Regions from separate parts of the Gossypium arboreum genome. Here region 2 is linked to region 1. A link is a contact called in public Hi-C data. All regions are on one chromosome and are shown on one strand. The core of a region is the stretch at or near the end of the contact, and the rest is flanking DNA. Distances in the headings are between cores, read along the strand shown. Region 1 has its middle 66 kb from the start of LOC128285789. Region 2 holds the start of LOC108479247 (E3 ubiquitin-protein ligase UPL3-like).

Region 1 (6,992 bases), core at 3,587-6,086:
CTTTGTTCTTCGCTATTTTGGTGGCCAATGTGACCTTTAGAATCCGATCAAAGCTTCTAGGCCAAGTTTTAGGGTGTTACAAAAATAAACCACTACAACTCAATAAGGGTTCTATCTTCTCTTCCTATAAATAGATGGCACTAGTAGAGCTATGAACACAACTTTGAGAGATTGTTATTCTGCCAAAAAATAGAGAGGAATTTTTATCAACTATTACATATATTGTTTTTAAAATAACAATTCTATCGGTTTCTATTAAAAAGTGAGAATTGTTGTTTTCACCCCAAAAGGAGAGAAAACTTTTTCAAGTTTTGTGTTTCGATTCAATTGGTTTGAGTTCACACTCGAAGCAGTTCGTGGTACAAGAATAGCAGATAACATCATTTGGTTGAAAGTCGGGAACAGTTTAACGCCAACTAGGCTAAAACACATGTACAAATTCGATTAAGGTTTATTGTTATAAATAACACAAACTGGGTTGGTTTTCAAAATTTTAATTTTTCGTTGTGGAAGAAAACTGTTTTTAAACCAGGATTTTTCCATCAATAGAGTGTCAGGTTGTGCTATATTTATGGTGTAAACCAAGATCAAATCTCTCTCTTCATCTTGTTTGATTAATATTTGATAAAATAGGACATTCTTATAATTATTCGCATGTTTAAAGGAATGTATGTGAATGAATGCAATATTATATATATATTTTATATAATTATTATTTTTTGCTAAGGTTGTAATTCTTAGGAAATAGACCGTAGACTATCATCTCCACGTATGATTAATTTTTATTTATAAAATTCTTGTGAGCTAGAAACGAACATAGGATATAAATGTAATTTTCCAAAAAAATAGTCCATGACAAGGAGAAGATAGAGCGATGGTGGTCGAAGACATAAGGAATGCCTTATGGCAAAAAACTTTTTTTTTTCATTTATTTTCTAGAAATAGGACCATAGAAACCTTAGTTGACATTTTTATTTTATTACCCATCTCTTTATATATCTGTTTAATAATTATTTATGATATGATTGTGATATATATGTATGAGATGATCTACAGTTTATCTATTAAAGGTAAGAAGTGTGGTAATGAGAAAATACATGTGTTGTATTGTTCCATTCACTTCTTTAGGCTATTCAATTACTGTGAGAAGTTTGGGAATGATAAGGTGTTTGTCTAGGATTGGATCTGGCAATGAAAAGCTTGGTTTTTAAGTGATCAAATATGTCTCACCTCCCTTTCCTGGAAACCTATCTAGTGCACGGTTCATATTCACTTTTTCGATATTTCCCTTAAAAGAAAATTTGTGGAGAAACAAAATTGTTTGATTGACTCTTGTGAATAATTGAATGTGAATATTATAAAATTGTCATAGAATGCCATGCATATATGAGATAAGCATGCCATATAGTTTAGGAAAGAATGTCACATGTACTTTTCATGCATATATTGATCATACATGATTGAAACCGAAAATTATAAAAACCATGCATGTTTTTTTAAAATATTGAGTGGGAGAAAGTCCTTAAATAAGATCTACGGCCTCCATCAATGGTCTTTTTGATGGCATGACAAGTGCACTGCCCACGGTAGGATTGCCATGTGGATTTCACTAAAGAAATTTCCTGAAAGCAATAAGAATTCTCTTATGATCAAATGATAATTGGACTGACCCTTATGGTAGGCATTATCATACAATAGGTTAAGAAATTATATCTTCAAAAGAGGATAAGTCAAAGCATGCTACTCGATGAGATTATCCTACGATGACTCATTTGTGGTACATGATGTGATAGGTGTTGAGCTGATACTTATACATTCAAGATCTTCTAGTTAAGTAACTTACCACGAAGCTCTACTTAAGTTAGAATGATAACAAAATGTTACACGATTATTAGTACGTATGAATGCTTAAGGAATTAGGTTTATGTACTAATTAGATGTAAATCCATGTTCTTACTAGTTGATCATGGTCACCCCACGGTGGCTTGATTCAATGGGTGTTGGAATTATCGTTGCAACGGTTTACAAATATTTTCAAAGTTTAATGTAAGATACATGCATCATCTTAAAGCATATGATAATGTTGCAAAACGTCTTCAAACATTTTCTTAATACAAAGATATCAATATATGGATGTTTTTATTTTTAGTTTGAAAATGACACCAACTCCCTTACTGAACATACTCACTGAAAACAAACTGAACATAAACAACTATAAGGAATTGAAAAGGAACCTAATAATGTCCTGAGATGTGAGAAACTTAAAATAGTTCTTGATACTAAGTGCCATCTGGCCACTCAAGCCAAGGCTAGAAAACGTTGGGAAGAGTCTGATGAGATAGCTCATTGTTATATGCTGGCAAGCATAACCAACAATCTATATAAGCAACTGGAGAGTTGTAAAAAAAGTTGAATGGTATCGTCAAAAGCTAATTCCACAGACTGGGCTCCTACAAATACGACCTCAACTTCCGTATTGCAAATTTGATCATCGTAGTAAATAACGAATTTCAGTTGTCAACTCATTTCAATTTAAAACGAAATAGATATTTAGAACCAAAAAAATATTTAGATGGTTATCCAAAGAAATACAGACGACACTTGCAGTGCAACTCTTCAATATTTCATACGAATTTGCTATGTGTCTAAGTTCTGATACTTCGGTACTTTAATAGCAAACTAGAACAAGGAAAGAGTTAATCCACGCTTCAAAATGCATTTCAGAAATACATACTTTTATCGAATAATAATGAAACACTCTTTTGTGCTCGAAAACGTGTTTCAGAAATCAACTAATTTCATCAGACACATGCTTCAAAGGGTATTCACTTCTTTAGAACATGCTTCAAATCTTACCCGAGATTCCCAGGGTTAAAGCACTTTTGGTAGACTTCTAGTGAAAATGGTAAGAAAGCTCATCTAGCTGGGCAAGCTTTCCTACTGATGTGGCAAAAAAGCACGCCAAGCTGGATGTGGTTTCCATTAAATACATGAAAAGCACATTAAGCTAGGCGCTCTTTCCTGCCATGTTAATAAGAAAGCTCGCCCAGCTAGACGAGCTTTTTACCATTTCCATTAAAATTCTACCAAAAGTGCTCTAACCTCAAGAATCCCGAGTAAGATTTGAAGCACGCTTTTTAGATATTCGATGAAAAAGCCTCTCCTATGATGCATTTTCAACCACCAGGTTTTTTTCCTTTGTAATCTCACCCCTGTACCTATAAAAGCATGGCTCTCCCTCTAAACTTTATTATCCCTAAACCATCATCTCTTCTGGCCTTCATCCCTCCACTTTAAAATATTTCTGTCTCGATTTTCTTTCCTATTTCAGTGTTAAAAATTTTTTTCGTTAATAAAATTTTTGGTTTGAGGTATTCTTGAGTCATCAGTGATGTAATATCGCTCTGAGAACACATATTTCATATATCCTGTCAAGATGTGACCATTACCTCAAAAACCCATCCTGTGGACGTTGGGTTATGGGGTGATTTTGCTTTATACGGTCACAGGTGGAAGTCTACATAGAGGTATCGATCAACATCCATTATGAGGTCATGGATAGGAGTATAACAAGGGAGCTAGTTACAATTGTTATACGGACATAAGCTCGAACTTTTCGGATACTCGAAGATGTTGACTTATAAATATCATACAGAAGTTTGAACGAATAATCATAGGGAAAAATTGTGGGGCTTTCCGCTATAATCGACATAATTTTTTTCTCTATTTCCCATAACTGGTATCTTTAACCTTCTTTCTTATCTCAAGGTTGACAATGCTGTTGACGAGGAGGACTCTCAAGCGAGCAATGGCTGTTGCGATGCAGTAAAAGTGATGCTCTTTTTGGGGTGACAACGATTTTCGTTATTAAACAACTCATTAATAAATAGAACTGTCGCCGCACCAACCCTAGTTTAACCTCTATTGTGCCGGAACATCCGCTTACTGCCTGAGAATCCTCTTGTATTCACCTCAGTGTCAGCCTTCAGATAAGAAAGAAAAGTTAAAGATACCGACTACTTATGATTACACTGGAAAGCCCTTCGTTTTTCCCTATGATTATGACCTCAACTTATGTATGATATATATAAGGTATCATTTGCGGGTATCCAAAAAGCTTGAACTCATGACCACATAACGACCATCAATTGGACCTTGGTTATACTCGAACCTGTGACTCCATTACGGCTGCTGATTGGGACCTTCACTTAGACTTCGACCTCTAACCGTATCAAGCACTATCACCTCGAAACCTAACTTTCATAATATGAGTTTCTGAGGTGATAATCCTATCCCGACATGATATATGAAACATATGTATTCTGAGACGTGTTATCGCATACCAACCCCTCAAATCTACCTATAAACTTTCACGATTTCACTTTTAAAACCCTAAACCCTAATTACTAATAAAACCCTAATCCTAACTCTAACCCTAACCCTAAGCCTAAACCTAAAAAAATTAAAAAAGAGTCTAAAGAGAGATAATGAAAGCGCGTCTGATTAGGCGCAATTTCACTCAATCTCTTCAAAATTGACTTATTTCTTTAAATTAAAAAAAACCTATTTAATAAATTAAAAAACAAAATTAGCATATATGCACAATTTAGCATTGATAAACCTGCGTATACCCTACCCTACATGCATTAATTGTTTGGTGCCTCACTTGTGTCAATCAGACGGCGCTTATCATCATCACAATCAGTTAGGTTGTTGGCTCTTTTAGCAATTCTTTTTAAATACATAGATTAAAGGCCTAAGAACGGATCTACCAAAATCAACAACTGAAGTGAAACACTGTCATCCTTAATTCATTCACGCACTCATCATTAAAAGCTCAAATTTAACAAATGTCAAGTATGAAACTTCAGCATCTATATTTATTCTTATTTATCAGATTAAAGTTTCATTTTTGTAGTTATAAAGATTGGGATTTTATAATTACGTGATTGGTTACTTGCGATCCTAAATGTGGGTTAAGGTTGCAATAATTGGAGTGGGCTGACAAGCAAGCCAGCGCAGCAGCACCTGGATGTCATGTGCTTGGGTGGAGGAACAAAAAGAGAGCTGTCCTAAATAGATAGATGGAAAAGCTGAAGATGACATTACCTACCTACCAACCTACCTCTTAAATCTTTTGGCTGCATGTGGGACTGCTTTAACCTTAGCGGAAGGTCAGTTTCAGACATCCAAATCCCCATCCTCTCTCCTCGACACAAACTCACCTTACCTGACCTCAATTTTTCTTATCATTTATTTCTGGTATGCATTATCCATGGGGCACTTGATTCGGACCTTGTTTTAAAAGTTTTTGTTCCTACGGGCGTCAAAATAAAGTGTCTGTAACATATACGTCATGGGACTGTAGATCCATGTGCTTATTATTTTCTTCCAACTCTTGAATTTTCATCGTCTACGGATATTACCAATATGTTTCGATCTGTAAGAGGGGATATCATGTTAGAGAAAGCTAGTGAGACGATCAGACCAAGCTCGACTATTTGATTAGAGAATAATGCATGTTTTGTTCTAGAGAGACCAAGTAACCTTAGCTTAGGTACCTCATAAAAGTAGCTGCGAATAACTGGATCACCACGGCAGCAGCCCCAGAGACCTGTGCCACTATTACAATTAGAATAGGTAGGGCCAACAAGTTCAAAACGTTCCTTACGTTATTCTGCATAATCACTAAAGAAACCATTGCATCCTCATCCTGTCTACCATGCATCAGACAAAAGATTGGCCAAACTTCTAAGAAAAATCACACGAAAAAAGATGAAGTTCAAAGGAAATAGAATGATAATAAATCAATGATAGCTTAATTGAAGATAACATCATGAGAGAAAAATAGATGACGCCAACCAACAACTTCAATCAATTTAACCATGTACCAATCTAGGAGTTAGGTATTTACTAGTCTAGGAATCATAGCAGAATAGATTTATTTGCACAATGCTTCGGTCCAAGATTGATTAAATCAGCTAAAGATTGGTTGGCATTAGACAATGTTTTCATCCAAATAGATTATGATCATACATAAGCACCATATAGACTCAACAAAGTACTGATTTAGAAGCAGCATAGGCTGGTGTCACGGTCACCCAAAGGTGTGGAGCAAGCCACCCCAAGTACAGGTGGAGGCCCTAAGGTGCGAATGGTGGCCAACAAGGGCCTAGGGAGGCCCCCTTAGCTGCAACAGGCCCAAAAAAGTGCACATGTGAGAAGAATGGGTCTGGGGTACCAAAAATCCGGAAGCTCAAGGAAGAGATCCAAACCTTGTGGAATAAAGTAGAACCTTTTGAAAGAGTTGTATAAAATATTCTAAAAATAAGTTCTTGATTATCTATTGTATTTGATCGTGACAGTTGGATCAAAGGGGTTTGGCCTATATAAAGGAAGGCACCCCTCCATTTATAACATAAGTTAACTTATTGAATAATAACAATTCCAGATTATCCCAACTCCCTTTTGTTCTCATTTGATGTGGGTGTGCTTCTCTAGGCCTAGAGCTTTGTTAAGGGACTCTCCGAAGCAAGGATCGAAGGTTGACTTAGGCATTGTTGGTGAAAGACTAGTGCCTAAGGTTGCATATTGGCAGAGTTAGAGTCTCGACCTATGACAAATGATATCAGAGTTAGCAGTTAGCTCTTGTGGTGAGTGAGAGATGACTACAAATCAGATAAGAGGAGCAAGCAAGGGGAAAGGGTGGTGGAGACTCGAGTGACAATGAAGAGCAAGAAAGGAGGCTCATGAGGGAGCTCAAAGGACTTTGTGGCGATCATGGAGACCTGAATGATCGATGTTGAGTCTGTAGTGAGTGATGTCCCAACTTGACTGGAGGACATTAAGGATTCCCTTGATGAGTTAAAGTCCGACATAGCGAAGTCCTAGGAGGAGATGAAGGTGTAGTTAAGAGAGGAGATGCAAGGGGCTATGAAGGAGGCCTTAGGAGACCTTACCGGAAGGAATGAGGCCCTTGTAGTGTAACCTGT
Region 2 (7,122 bases), core at 1,900-4,399, 99 kb after region 1:
CTCATGTTCATACACAAAATGGTTTAGCTGAATCATTTATCAAACGCCTCTAACTAATAGCTCGGCCATTACTTATGAGAACAAAACTCCCTGTTACAGCTTGGGGATATGCTATTTTGCATGCAGCAGCACTTGTGTGCTTAAGGCTAACAAGTTATAATAAGTACTCCCCATTACAATTGGCTTTTGGTCAGGAGCCAAATATTTCCCATCTTAGAATTTTTGGATGTGCAGTATATGTTCCAATTGCTCCACCACAACGCACAAAGATGGGTCCTCAAAGGAGGTTGGGAATATATGTTGGTTATGAATCTCCTTCTATAATTAAATATGTTGAACCATTAACTGGAGATTTATTTACTGCAAGATTTATTGATTGTCATTTTGATGAGACAACATTCCCAATATTAGGGGGAGAAAAAATACAACTGGTCAAAGAAATTACATGGAATGGATCATCATTATCTTATTTAGATCCTCGTACAAGTCAATGTGAACAAGAAGTTCAAAGGATTATACATTTGCTAAACATTGCCAATCAACTGCCAGATTCATTTACTGACCTAAAGAGAATTACAAAATCTCACATACCAGCTGAAAATGCTCCAATACGAATTGATATCCCAATAAGGAAAATTGTTAGTGCAAAAGAAAGTAATCCACACTTGAAGCGTGGAAGGCCAATTGGTTCCAAAAATAAAAATCCTTGTAAAAGGAAAGGATCAATTATTCAAGATGGTAATATTGTGGAGGCAAGTGCCTCAGAAGAGTCCAAAGATATAACTAATCAAAAAACCCTAGAAGAGGTTCAGGTACCTGAAAATGGTGATAACGAAGAAATCTCAATAAGTTATGTTACTTCAGGAAAAAGATGGAACCGAAAAAATATAGTTGCCGACAACAATTTTGCTTATAATGTTGCTATTGAAATAGCAAAAGAAAATGAGGATCCTGAGCCTAAATCTATTGAGGAATGTAGAAATAGAAAAGATTGGCCAAAATGGAAAGATGCAATTTAAGTAGAATTAAATTCACTTTCTAAACATGAGGTTTTTGGACCTATAGTCCAAACACCTAAATATGTAAAGCCAGTAGGATATAAATGGATATTTGTGCGAAAACGAAATGAGAAAAATGAAGTCGTAACATATAAATCACGACTTGTAGCACAAGGATTTTCGCAAAGGCCCGGCATTGATTATGAAGAGACATATTCTCCTGTGGTGGATGCAATCACGTTTAGATACCTTATTAGTTTAGCAGTACGTGAAAAACTTGACATACGTCTAATGGATGTTGTTACAGCCTATTTGTATAGTACACTTGATAGTGAAATTTATATGAAAATCCCAGAAGGATTTAAAATCCCTGAAGGATATAGAGTTTCCCGGGAAAATTGCTCAATCAGATTAAAGAAAAGTTTATATGGATTAAAACAATCTCGGCGTATGTGGTACAATTGTCTTAGTGAATATTTGTTAAAAGAAGGTTATAAAAACGATCCAATCTGCCCATGTGTTTTTTATAAAAAGGTCTGAATCAAACTTTATGATAATTGCTATTTATGTTGATGATCTAAATATTATTGGAACTCCTGAAGAGCTTCAAAATGCAGTAAATTATTTAAAGAAAGAATTTGAGATGAAAGATCTCGGAAAAACAAAATTTTGTCTTGGCCTGCAGATCGAGCATTTAAAAGATGGAATTCATGTCCATAAGTCAACTTATACGAAAAAGATCTTAAATAAATTTTATATGGATAAAGCACATCCATTGAGTAACCCGATGGTTGTACGATCGTTAGATATTAATAAAGATCAATTTCGTCCTTGTGAGAATGATGAAAAGTTTCTTAGTCCTAAAGTACCATATCTAAGTGCCATAGGAGCATTGATGTATCTTGCAAATAACACAAGACCTGATATAGCTTTTGCTATAAACTTGTTAGCAAGATTTAGTTCTTCTCCAACACGCAGACATTGGAATGGAATTAAACATGTATTTAGATATCTTAGAGGGACCATTGATATTGGGTTATTTTATTCAAATGATTCAAAATCCCTATTAGTTGGTTATGCTGATGCTGGATATTTATCGGATCCACATAAAAGTCGATCTCAAACGGGATATTTATTTACATGTGGAGGTACTGCCATATCATGGCGTTCGACAAAGCAAACATTAGCTGCTGCCTCTTCAAATCATGATGAAATAATTGCAATGCATGAGGCAAGCCGAGAGTGTGTTTGGCTAAGGTTATTAATCCAACATATCCAGAAGATATGTAATTTGCCTTTACAGGAAAATATGCCAACTATCTTATACGAAGATAATGCAGCATGTATAGCTCAATTAAAAGGTGGTTATATCAAAGGTGACAGAACGAAACATATTTCACCAAAATTATTCTTCACTTATGATCTTGAGAAGAAATGTGACATAGAAGTTCAACAAATTCGTTCTAGTGATAATTTAGCAGATCTTTTTACCAAGGCATTGCCAACTTTAACATTTGAAAGACTACGAAACAAGATTGGAATGCGTCGACTCAAAGATATAATGTGATGTCGCCATTAGGGGGAGTCTAAAACATGTTGTACTTTTTTCCTTTAATCAATGTTTTGTCCCACTGAGTTGTCCTATTAAAAGTTTTTAACGAGGCAACTTGTAATAGGAGATTATGTACGAGGCAACTTGTAATAGGAGATTGTGTACTCTTTCTCCTTCATTAGGTTTTTATCCCACAGAGTTTTTCCTAATAAAGATTTTAATGAGGCGCATTCTTATTTAAAAGACATCCAAGGGGGAGTGTTGTAAATTAAATGGGTGTCATAACCCCCTTTAAGCATATTAAAGTAATGAGATAAAACTCTTTACTTAATTTATAATCAAGAGATTATTAAATAGAGTAATTAAAAAACTTTAATTCATTAAATGTAATACCTTTATTAATTGAATGTAAATAAACTTATAAATAACACATTATAAATAAAAATAAAATAATAAAATTCTCTCGTATTTTCATCCTTTTATTAATTTTTCTATAACAGCCGTCTTATTTATTCTCCCATTCTATAACACGTATTTATGATAAAAATTTAAAATATCTCGAATATTTATTAACTCTTAAAAGGCTTATTTAAGAACTGGTTGTATATAATTTATAGATAAATTTAAAGTTATATTCTAAAAACTTCACCCTTTTTATTTATTTATTCATTTTCACTTTAGGGTTTCAAGTTTCGCTCTTAACCTTCATCTCTTTAGGGCTCAAATTCTCCCCTAATTAATCATTGAATTCTATTTCATTCAAAACCAAGACAAAGGCGTGGTTTTCCCTGATTGTAAATTCTAGGGTTTTACATTTATCCGAAGCGTGGATTCCTTTGTTTTCGTTTTCTAGGGTTTCGATAAGCTGTTGTTAAGATGCAACGAATAATCGGATCAGGAATCGTCTGATCTTGTGGTGGTGACCGTCCGATAATCAGGGGCGTTGGTCCCCTTTGTATGGAAACTCGGAGCCGGAAGCGGGCGGAGGCCTCCTCAGCTGCCCCTTCATCTTCTCCCTCCGGTCCCACCACTCGCTCTCATAAACGCGTTCGTCTCTCTTCCTCCTCTGCCGCTACCGCCGCCACTGTCGCTGTTACTCGCTCCCGTACTTCCCGCACATCACGTACTTCCGCTGCCTTAATGGACCCCAGTACAATCGAATCTTCTTCCGGTTCCCGCCGTGATCGCCGTTCCAGCAAAGCTAACCAAACCACGACAAGTGACAATCCGAATCTTGCCTCTGATAGAGGAAAGGAAAAGGAACATGATCCTAGGATTCGCGATAGAGATAGAGACAGGGACAATAGAGACAACAACAATTCTAATCATCCTGAGAGAAATTTAGGATTAAATATGGATACCTCTGGAGGCGATGAGGATGATAATGATAGCGAAGGCGGTGTAGGGATTTTGCACCAGAATCTGACGTCAGCGAGCAGCGCGTTACAAGGCTTGTTGAGGAAGCTTGGTGCTGGACTTGATGATTTGCTTCCCTCATCGGCAATGGGTTCCGGGTCTTCATCTCATCAAAGTGGGAGGTTAAAAAAGGTTCTGTCTGGATTGCGTGCTGATGGAGAGGAAGGGAGGCAAGTGGAGGCGCTGACCCAGCTGTGTGAAATGCTTTCAATTGGTACTGAGGAATCGTTGAGCACGTTTTCTGTTGATTCCTTTGTTCCCGTGCTCGTTGGATTGCTTAATCACGAGAGTAATCCTGATATCATGATTCTTGCTGCAAGGGCGCTTACTCATTTGTGTGATGTGTTGCCTTCTTCATGTGCTGCTGTTGTGCATTATGGTGCTGTTTCATGTTTTTGTGCTAGGTTGCTCACTATAGAGTATATGGACTTGGCTGAACAGGTTGGCATTTTGGTTACTTCCTAAATAATTGATTGTTAGAAAATGAAATTGATCAAATATGTGGTTAAACTTAAACACCCTTGAGCTGATTGAGCGACATCTTTTATTTCATTATGAACTAGGGTGAACTGCAACTAGCTAATTCTACTAGAAGTTGGCCCCCCAACTGATAAACATGGGATGGTTGAGCATTTTCCTGAAAGCCTATTTGACTTAAAATTTGCTTGTTTCTAACTAACTGTTAAAAATTAATGTTGTGGGTATTCTTTATTGTTCTTAGTTATGGAGTTGAATTAGAAAGTTGAAAAACTGTAGATTTGGTCCCCTCCACATTCTTATCTTTCTGGTTGAATTGCTGCAACAGTCTCTACAAGCTCTGAAGAAGATATCTCAAGAACACCCAACTGCCTGTCTGCGAGCTGGTGCTCTCATGGCAGTGCTTTCATACTTGGATTTCTTCTCCACTGGGGTTCAGGTAATTAATTTGTGAACATTTTGAGTGTTAATCAACATCTATGGAGTGGAGAATTTTCTTGCTATTTAGATTCTTATTTTGTTTGTTTCCTATATTTGATCCCATATTCCAGCGAGTGGCACTATCTACTGCTGCAAATATGTGCAAGAAACTCCCTTCAGATGCAGCTGATTATGTCATGGAAGCTGTACCACTATTAACAAATCTTTTGCAGTATCATGATTCGAAGGTAACCTGAACATCATATTAGTGATGAGTCATTTGTTGTCAATTATGATTCATCCTGAACAGTTAGCTATCTTTCTAGGTGCTGGAGCATGCATCTGTTTGTTTAACGCGCATTGCTGAAGCCTTTGCATCTTCCCCGGATAAATTAGATGAGCTTTGCAATTATGGACTGGTTACTCAGGCTGCATCTCTCATTTCCATAAGTAATTCTGGAGGTGGACAGGCATCATTGAGCACACCAACATATACGGTGAATTGATGGTGCTCCTTTGTTTATCTATTTGAATGCATTTTATGTACCATTTCATGACATTTTGGTTTTTGAATTCAGGGCTTAATTCGGCTGCTCTCAACTTGTGCAAGTGGGTCTCCCTTGGGAGCAAAAACTTTACTTCTGCTTGGGATCAGTGGCATACTTAAAGATATACTATCAGGTTCTGGTGTTTCGGCTAACTCATCTGTTTCACCCGCATTAAGCAAGCCGGCAGAGCAGGTAACAATTTTAATTCAAGCTGAAGAGCTGGTAGTTATTATTGCTAGCTGTTTATTTAACTGTTTACACGTGTGCGATGCTATATTAATACAAGTGGAGCTGAGGAAATGGTATAACCTTTAAAGACACACAGTATCAACTCCAAGCTTTACTATCAATTTTTGTGAACATTGCATGTCAGTTGTTTTTTTTGTTTTGTGGTATCTGTTTTTAGTTAAGGCTGAAGAGATTGTAGTCTTCATTGCATGTTGTTTATATATACCTTTGTACATATGATACGTGTAAGGTTTGAATGTTATATTATTACTAGCAGTGAGGAAAATGGTATAAATGCTAAGACAGAAAGTTTAACCCTTTTTATTTGGTTAAAAGTTACTTGTTTTCAATACTTATATTTATTTCTTGCACTTTGTACAATCTATATTGACATACTAAATTAGTAATAGCTATGCATGTAAGCCATATTTGTCTGATGGGTCTTGTAATTCTTATATGATTATACGATTGTGTAGATTTTTGAGATTGTCAATCTGGCAAATGAGCTTCTTCCTCCATTGCCACAAGGAACCATCTCCCTCCCTGCTAGCTCTAATATATTTGTGAAAGGATCTATTTTGAAGAAGTCTCCTACTAGCAGCTCTGGGAAGCAAGAAGACACCAATCGAAATGCTCTTGAGGTTTCACCCCGTGAGAAACTATTGAATGATCAACCTGAACTTCTTCAGCAGTTTGGAGTGGATCTCCTTCCTGTTCTCATTCAGGTAGCCTTTTCTTTGCAGATGGTAGTTTGGTTATCTCTTGATTGTTGTTACTGTCTCTTATCTTTTATGGTATTTTCTTTTTGTCTGTTAGTATTATATAGTTCCTTATCTTTTGTCTATCAGATCTATGGTTCCAGTGTCAATAGCCCTGTTCGCCACAAATGTCTCTCAGTTATTGGAAAACTAATGTACTTCAGCAGTGCAGAGATGATTCAGAATCTATTAAGTGTGACAAATATATCTAGGTATCCACCTTAAGTAAAATAGAGTCGTTAACATATTCATTGAATGATTGGTTATAGCGACTTATTATTGTGTTTGATCTTATAGCTTCTTGGCTGGTGTTTTAGCATGGAAAGATCCATATGTCTTGGTTCCTTCCCTGCAAATTGCTGAGATCCTCATGGAAAAGCTTCCTGGAACTTTCTCCAAAATGTTTGTTCGAGAGGGCGTGGTTCATGCTGTGGACCAGCTTGTTTTAATTGGTAATCAAAATACCACTACTGTTCAAGCATCTTCACTTGAGAAGGATAATGAGTCTGTATCTGGAGCTTCATCACGTTCTAGGCGATACAGACGACGTAGTGGTAACTCTAATCTTGAAGGAAGTTCTATGGAGGAGTCCAAGAATCCAGCATCTTTAAATATTGGCTCACCTACTAATTCAGTTGAAATTCCTACAGCCAATTCCAGTCTTCGTACTGCAGTAAGTGCATGTGCTAAAGCATTTAAAGATAAGTATTTCCCCTCTGATCCTG

Evidence for each region. A called contact is a pair of places that touch in the nucleus more often than the background predicts.
Region 2: a Hi-C map of leaf shows a contact between it and region 1, with 1.6 times the contacts expected there. The contact joins the promoter of LOC108479247 here to the enhancer-like site in region 1. A contact is called at or near these places in 2 of 5 Hi-C or Micro-C datasets (both in leaf).

What each region holds. Positions count from the first base shown.
Region 1 is chr12:5,797,820-5,804,811 of ASM2569848v2, forward strand. No RefSeq gene overlaps it. Among protein-coding and RNA genes, the nearest start is that of LOC128285789, 66 kb to the right of the region's middle. Within about 2 kb of position 4,837, at least 2 of the 2 cell types and tissues checked have an H3K27ac peak or open chromatin away from gene starts, as enhancers often do. A contact at or near this core is called in leaf, where this site is marked.
Region 2 is chr12:5,898,928-5,906,049 of ASM2569848v2, forward strand. It overlaps LOC108479247 (E3 ubiquitin-protein ligase UPL3-like), which reads left to right and starts at 3,150. Exons shown (of 17, transcript XM_017781724.2): 1 at 3,150-4,407; 2 at 4,772-4,882; 3 at 4,995-5,111; 4 at 5,190-5,360; 5 at 5,442-5,603; 6 at 6,116-6,364; 7 at 6,488-6,609; 8 at 6,695-7,122. The coding sequence starts at 3,508.